Linked DNA regions of Sus scrofa: region 1 is linked to region 2. The links are chromatin contacts, called in public Hi-C maps. All regions are on one chromosome and are shown on one strand. The core of a region is the stretch at or near the end of the contact, and the rest is flanking DNA. Distances in the headings are between cores, read along the strand shown.

Region 1 (2,700 bases), core at 188-2,687, 80 kb before region 2:
GCTAGTTTGCCTACATGATGTTTTCTTATGGGCCAGCCCCTCTCAGCAAGGGATCTTTCAATGACAAATGAAAGAAAATCAGCTCTGATGGGCTTAAGCAGCAGAGGGAAAATACCGGCTCCTGAAAGTGCAAAGTTGAGGAGTAGGTTCCAGCATCAGGTCCGGCTGTATTCAGGTTAAATGACGTCAGCAGGATCTGTTCTTCAGCTCTGCTTTTGCTCAGTGCTGTCTTCATTCTCAGCCAGGCTTCCCTGGAAGAGTAGGATGGCTGTGGCCCTTCTCGAGGCTGCCTGTCTCCAGAGGAAAATGCAAGGCATCTTCATCCTAGCCTTCCCAGCGGAAGTCCTGAGATTCATTGTGATTTGACCTGACCTAGGTCTCATGTTGGCGGGGAGTTATGGGCTTGGCACCAGGCCGTATTACCAATAGCTACACATACTCCAAGTACTCAGTTTCTACCGCAGGAGACCAGGCTCTGGAGCTCAAGTGCCTGACTTCCAATCCCGTCTTACCAGCTGTGTGACCTGCAGCAAAGATCTGTAATCTCTTGGTACCTCCGTTTCTTCATCCATAGAACAGAGATACTAATGGTCCCTACCTTGTAGGGATTGTAGAGAGATTAAATGAATTTTTACAAAGCACTTAGAATAGTGTCTGGAATGATCTGGCCAAGTGCCGAATCCATGGTGGTGCTTATTGCTACTATGGTGATTTGACTTTGTCTCATTGCTTGATGTTTATTCACAGTTATTCCAGATCTTTCCATCCCCACTGGTCCACCTTTCAAGCATCAACCCCACCACCACCACCACCACCACCAGTGCACTTCAGTGCAAAGCCCCACCAACCCTGGAACACATGATCCCCATCATAAAGCCATCCATGCAGAGAGAGGGTCCTCTGAAGTCATGGCTCGGGGTCTGAGACCCTAGGCATCCCTGTGCTCGGCAAAACGGGGGAAACCAAGAAGAGATCCCGGCACTCGGTCCCTTTCCTCAGGGAGTGTGTCGTCTCAAAGAGCAGAACACTCTGTCAAATACAGCCTGAACCAGGACCCATTCCCCGAGGGAACTGCCAAGCTCCCAGCCAGGGTGCTTATAGAGCCCCATCCTTCCTCTGCAACTTCTCCTGGGTTATGATGTGAAGGAGCGTTGAGAAAAAGCGATGAAGAAGACAGAATCGGGCCGAATCCCAACATCTGACTCATCTGCTTCCCCCGCACCCCCGGACCACACTGACAAAGAAAGAGGGCAACCCTTCCCCGCGTAGTACCAGCAGGGTAACTCGAGAACACCCATTTAAGCGCGTCTGTCCCTGTGAAAAGGACCTTTCAGTGACACTGAGCTGAGCGTATCCCGTTCTATTTATAGGCACTGTTTGTTTAATTTGAGTCCAGTCTCTAAGAATAAATAATGAACTCATCCTGGGGGCAAGCCAGAGCCTACAACTCTGAGACAACCGTAAATCCCTTTCCCTTTCCTCCTGGTTCTGGAAGGGATTCTGTAGTTCAAAGGTGAGCCATTTTTGCTTGCTGGGCTGGGGGGCGCTGGAGACCCAGGCGTGCCTGGAAGTTTGGATTTACGGCGGTTGTTCATAACGGTTCAGAGGTGTTTTTTTGATGTTTGCTTTTGGATTGGCGACTGGAGAACAGGTCTCGGACCTCTCTCTTGCCCTCAAAGCGGGGACCAAAACCAAATAGTCGAGCCGTTGGTGAGTTAAACTCAGATACAAAGAGACGCATTTGGATTCAGATAGCCCTCAGGAAGGAAGATGTGATACTGCGGAAGAAAAATCCCTCTCTGTATCCTCCTGACCCAATAGCGGAGACTGAGGCCCGGCTCTCTCTAAGGTACAGTACCATTCCTGGGTTGGGGTTATTTTCTTCAGAGTGTGTGATGACAACCAGGAGCCATAACTTCAAGTACATAACCCCGGAGCGTGGTGCCCAACAGTCCCAAGGAGCACAGTCTCAAGAAAACTCATTTCGTTTGCAATCCAAGCTGACCCCATGCTGACCTGTTGGTTTAGCAACTCCTGGAACCAGACCCACTGGGTCCAAAGGGGGACCCTGGGTTCTGGATCAGGATGTTCGCATATTGTACCTTCCCCCCATATCCCCTTTCCAGGAATTTATCCTAAGACGGTAACCGAGCTTCTCCGGGAAGTGTCCATTCATGTGTGTATTCTCCCAATATCTGTGGAGCCTCCTCTCTGTGCCAGATACTATTCTAGGCACAGGAGACGCCTTGATGAAGATGACAAGGCAGTCAGGTGATGATAAGGTCGGATTTACATTGGGAAAAAAAAAATGCAGCCTCTTTGCTCTCTTGCAGCTGAGTCAGGCTGGCTGGGAGGTGTCTTCCCAGCAGACACCTGAGCACCATTCATTTATCCCTTCTTCCATTCAAAAAGTATGTGTGAGGCATGCGCTCCATGTTAGACATGGATAGAATGCCTAGACACGGTAGTGAGCCAAAGAGATCTATCCTTGCGCTTAAGAAGTCTGGGCTCTGGGGGGAAAATAGATCTTTATCAAATAATCACCTAAATGTAGATATTGTTACCAATGTTGGTGAGTTCTATAGAGCCACGTTCAGAGTGCCATGTGCGAGCCTAAGAGTGAGACCAACCTGGCTGGATGAACAAAGAATCAGCAATGGCTAAGAATCCCTGAGCTGCCCACTCAGTAACGAAAGGACT
Region 2 (2,731 bases), core at 57-2,556:
TTAGAGAGATTAGCCCTTTGTGATGTGAGTTGCAGTTTCCTCAAGTTTGTCATTTGTTGTTTTTTTTTTTTAATTTACTGTCATGTATTTTGGCGTAGAGAAGGCTTTAAAGTTTTATCTTTAAGTTTTAATTAGTTAATATTTTACGGGGATTTTGAGTCACAGAAAAGCCTTCAAGAATTAGGAATTTGCCCTTTTTTTTTTTTTTTTTTTTTTTTTGTATCGTAGGGCTGCCCGCATGGCATATGGAGGTTCCCAGGCTAGGGGTCTAATAAGAGCTGTAGTTGCTGGCTTACACCACAGCTCACGGCAACGCCGAATCCTTAACCCACTGAGCAAGGCCAGGGATTGAACCCGAAACCTCATGCTTCCTAGTTGGATTCGTTTCCGCTGAGCTATGACAGGAACTTCTCTTTTAGTACTTTTATGTTTTCATTTTTACACTGAAATCTTTGATCCATTTAGAATTTATTTCAGTGTTCAGGGATGATATATAAATTTAACTTTTTTCATTTGGCTACCAGTTATCTTTACTCACTTGTTTCAGAATAAAGTATACCTTTGTTATATTCTGAGTCTCTAGGTGTGTTGGGGTGCATCTCTGGACTTTGTTCTGTTCCATTAAGTCTCTCTATTCCTGCACAAGTACACATTATTGGTTTTATAAAATGTCTTAATGCCTTGTAAAACTAGTTTCTCCTGTTGCCCTTCATTTTCCTGGCAATTCTTGCTTGTTTATTTTTCCATGTGAACTTTAGAATCATTTGTCAGTTCCAGAAAAAAACACTTACATTGAGATCATGTTAAATTTATAAACTAACATAGGGAGAATTGATATCCTTCTGATATTGAATTGCCTATCCCAGGACATTGTGTATTTTTTCCTTTGGTTTTATTCCTGAATCCTTCTGGAGCATTTTCAAGTTTTTCTCATATAGGTTTTGCCCATTTCTTTTAAAATGTACATTTTACAACCAGTAAAAACAAACAAAAACAAAACAGAACATCCTGGCTTTGTAAGAATGTTGGGAGAATTAGAATGTGAAAGTCATCACTTAGTGCTGTTTCTACCGCCATCACTCACAGCACCCACATGGATTGAGGTTGCTGTTCTCTTTTTCTTTCCCCTCCTACCTTTAAAGGAGAAGAAAAAGAAACCATGAAGAAAAATAGTAAACAATATCAGAGTTGATGTTAAGAAGAGTAAGCCGTGATTCACCCGGAGCAGGATAATCAATGCACTTGAGAAGACAGAACAGTGTTACCTGTTCGAGGCCCCTCCTGCCTTACTTTCTACACTGCTCACGGCCCTGTGGGGGGCACTCCGACCATGGAGCTACTCAGCATCCCCCAGAGGCCGTGTATTTCCTGTAACACCATCCCTTCCACCCAGAATATTCTGCTCCCTAATTATGCCAGTTCAGATACGCACTGCCCCGCGCCCAGGTGGAAACAGTATCCGTCTCCTCTGTCGCTTGTCTGTCCTGTAGCTTGGACCCCGATAGACTCCACACTGTGAGGAGGGAAACTGTTGGTCATGTCCACCAAAGAGTGCAAACTACCTGGCAAAGAATAGACACTCAGATAGTTTCAAATACACAAATGAATAATTGACTTTGATCTTTCTTTTGCCTTCTAAGTCTGGATAATTCTTCAGTCACCTAGCACGTTGTAAGCCCCTGGAAGATAAGGATTATGCAGTAGTCATGGTGGGGATGAGGGTGGTGGTGGTGAGAGCCAAATGGATTTCTTGTGTAAGAGCATGTTAGTAATAAATGAAATCTTGACATTCGTCAAACATTTATTATGTTCCAGGAACTGGTTTAAAGTCCCCCGTTGTGGATTATCTCACATAATGCTCAGCCATCCTGTGACTTGGATCCTGCTGTGATGCACACAGATGTAGGGATTTGCTCAGGATCAGACAAGTTAGGACGTGGTATTGCTGGGACTCATGCAGATGTTCTGAGTCTAGCAGCCTAGTTTTTCATCTGCTGCAGTGTGGAATAGTCATGTGTAGGTGCTCAGACAATTTAGGAAAAGTTAAGTAATTACACATGCAACTGCCCGTTTTCCTTTCCAGTCGTCCCATTTTAATGACTTCTATTTTATTCTTTTTGATTGTTCTTAGGCTTCATATTCTCCACGAGGCTTCTCTGATTACTCAGCCTGGCATGTAGGAAATGTTCAGTAAAAAGTAATTGTAACTTTTTTTTCCCTCCCAGGTTCACAGTAAAGGTGCTAAGCCAGAGAATGTAAGACAGCAAATAAATTAAATATTTTTACTGAGGTAAGTTTTATATGATTTAATTCTTTACAGAAAATGTCTCAAAAAAAAACAAAAAACAAAAACCTCTTCCTAGCCTGCTTTTTTAGGATGTAAGAGGGAGATTGTTTTTGGAGTGTTTAAGTTCATAGAACCTGGGGTTTTTAAGGGTTTTTAAGCTAGGAATGTGGGTTATTTGAACACAGTTATTTGACTTCCTTACATTTTTGATGCTAATCTTTAAACTCCCCTTATTTCATTGTTTTAAAGCATGGTGCTGAGCAGCAGATACCACAGGTGAAAAACCACAAGCTGTTGGGTGGTTATGTAGGCTTGCACCATTCAGTGAAAATTTTGTTTTTAAAGTAGGGAGTTGAAGGGATTTTAGGCTACTTTGGGTGAGATTGTTAACACTTCATTTCCTTAAATGAAAATGTGTTGGTTTGTTTTCTTATTGTAAGAGTG

The links. Hi-C and Micro-C count contacts between places; a contact is called where the count stands out from the background.
Region 1: a contact with region 2 is called in a Hi-C map of epiblast stem cells, with 1.6 times the contacts expected there. A contact is called at or near these places in 6 of 47 Hi-C or Micro-C datasets (epiblast stem cells, fetal heart ventricle, liver and 2 more) and 2 of 2 datasets of targeted methods (alveolar macrophages and skeletal muscle).

What each region holds. Positions count from the first base shown.
Region 1 is chr3:29,238,862-29,241,561 of Sscrofa11.1, reverse strand. MKL2 (MKL/myocardin-like protein 2) reads left to right here and starts at 1,437. Exons shown (of 18, transcript XM_021086567.1): 1 at 1,437-1,849.
Region 2 is chr3:29,158,581-29,161,311 of Sscrofa11.1, reverse strand. MKL2 (MKL/myocardin-like protein 2) reads left to right here. Exons shown (of 18, transcript XM_021086567.1): 2 at 2,226-2,290. Among named protein-coding and RNA genes, the nearest start is that of MKL2, 80 kb to the left of the region's middle.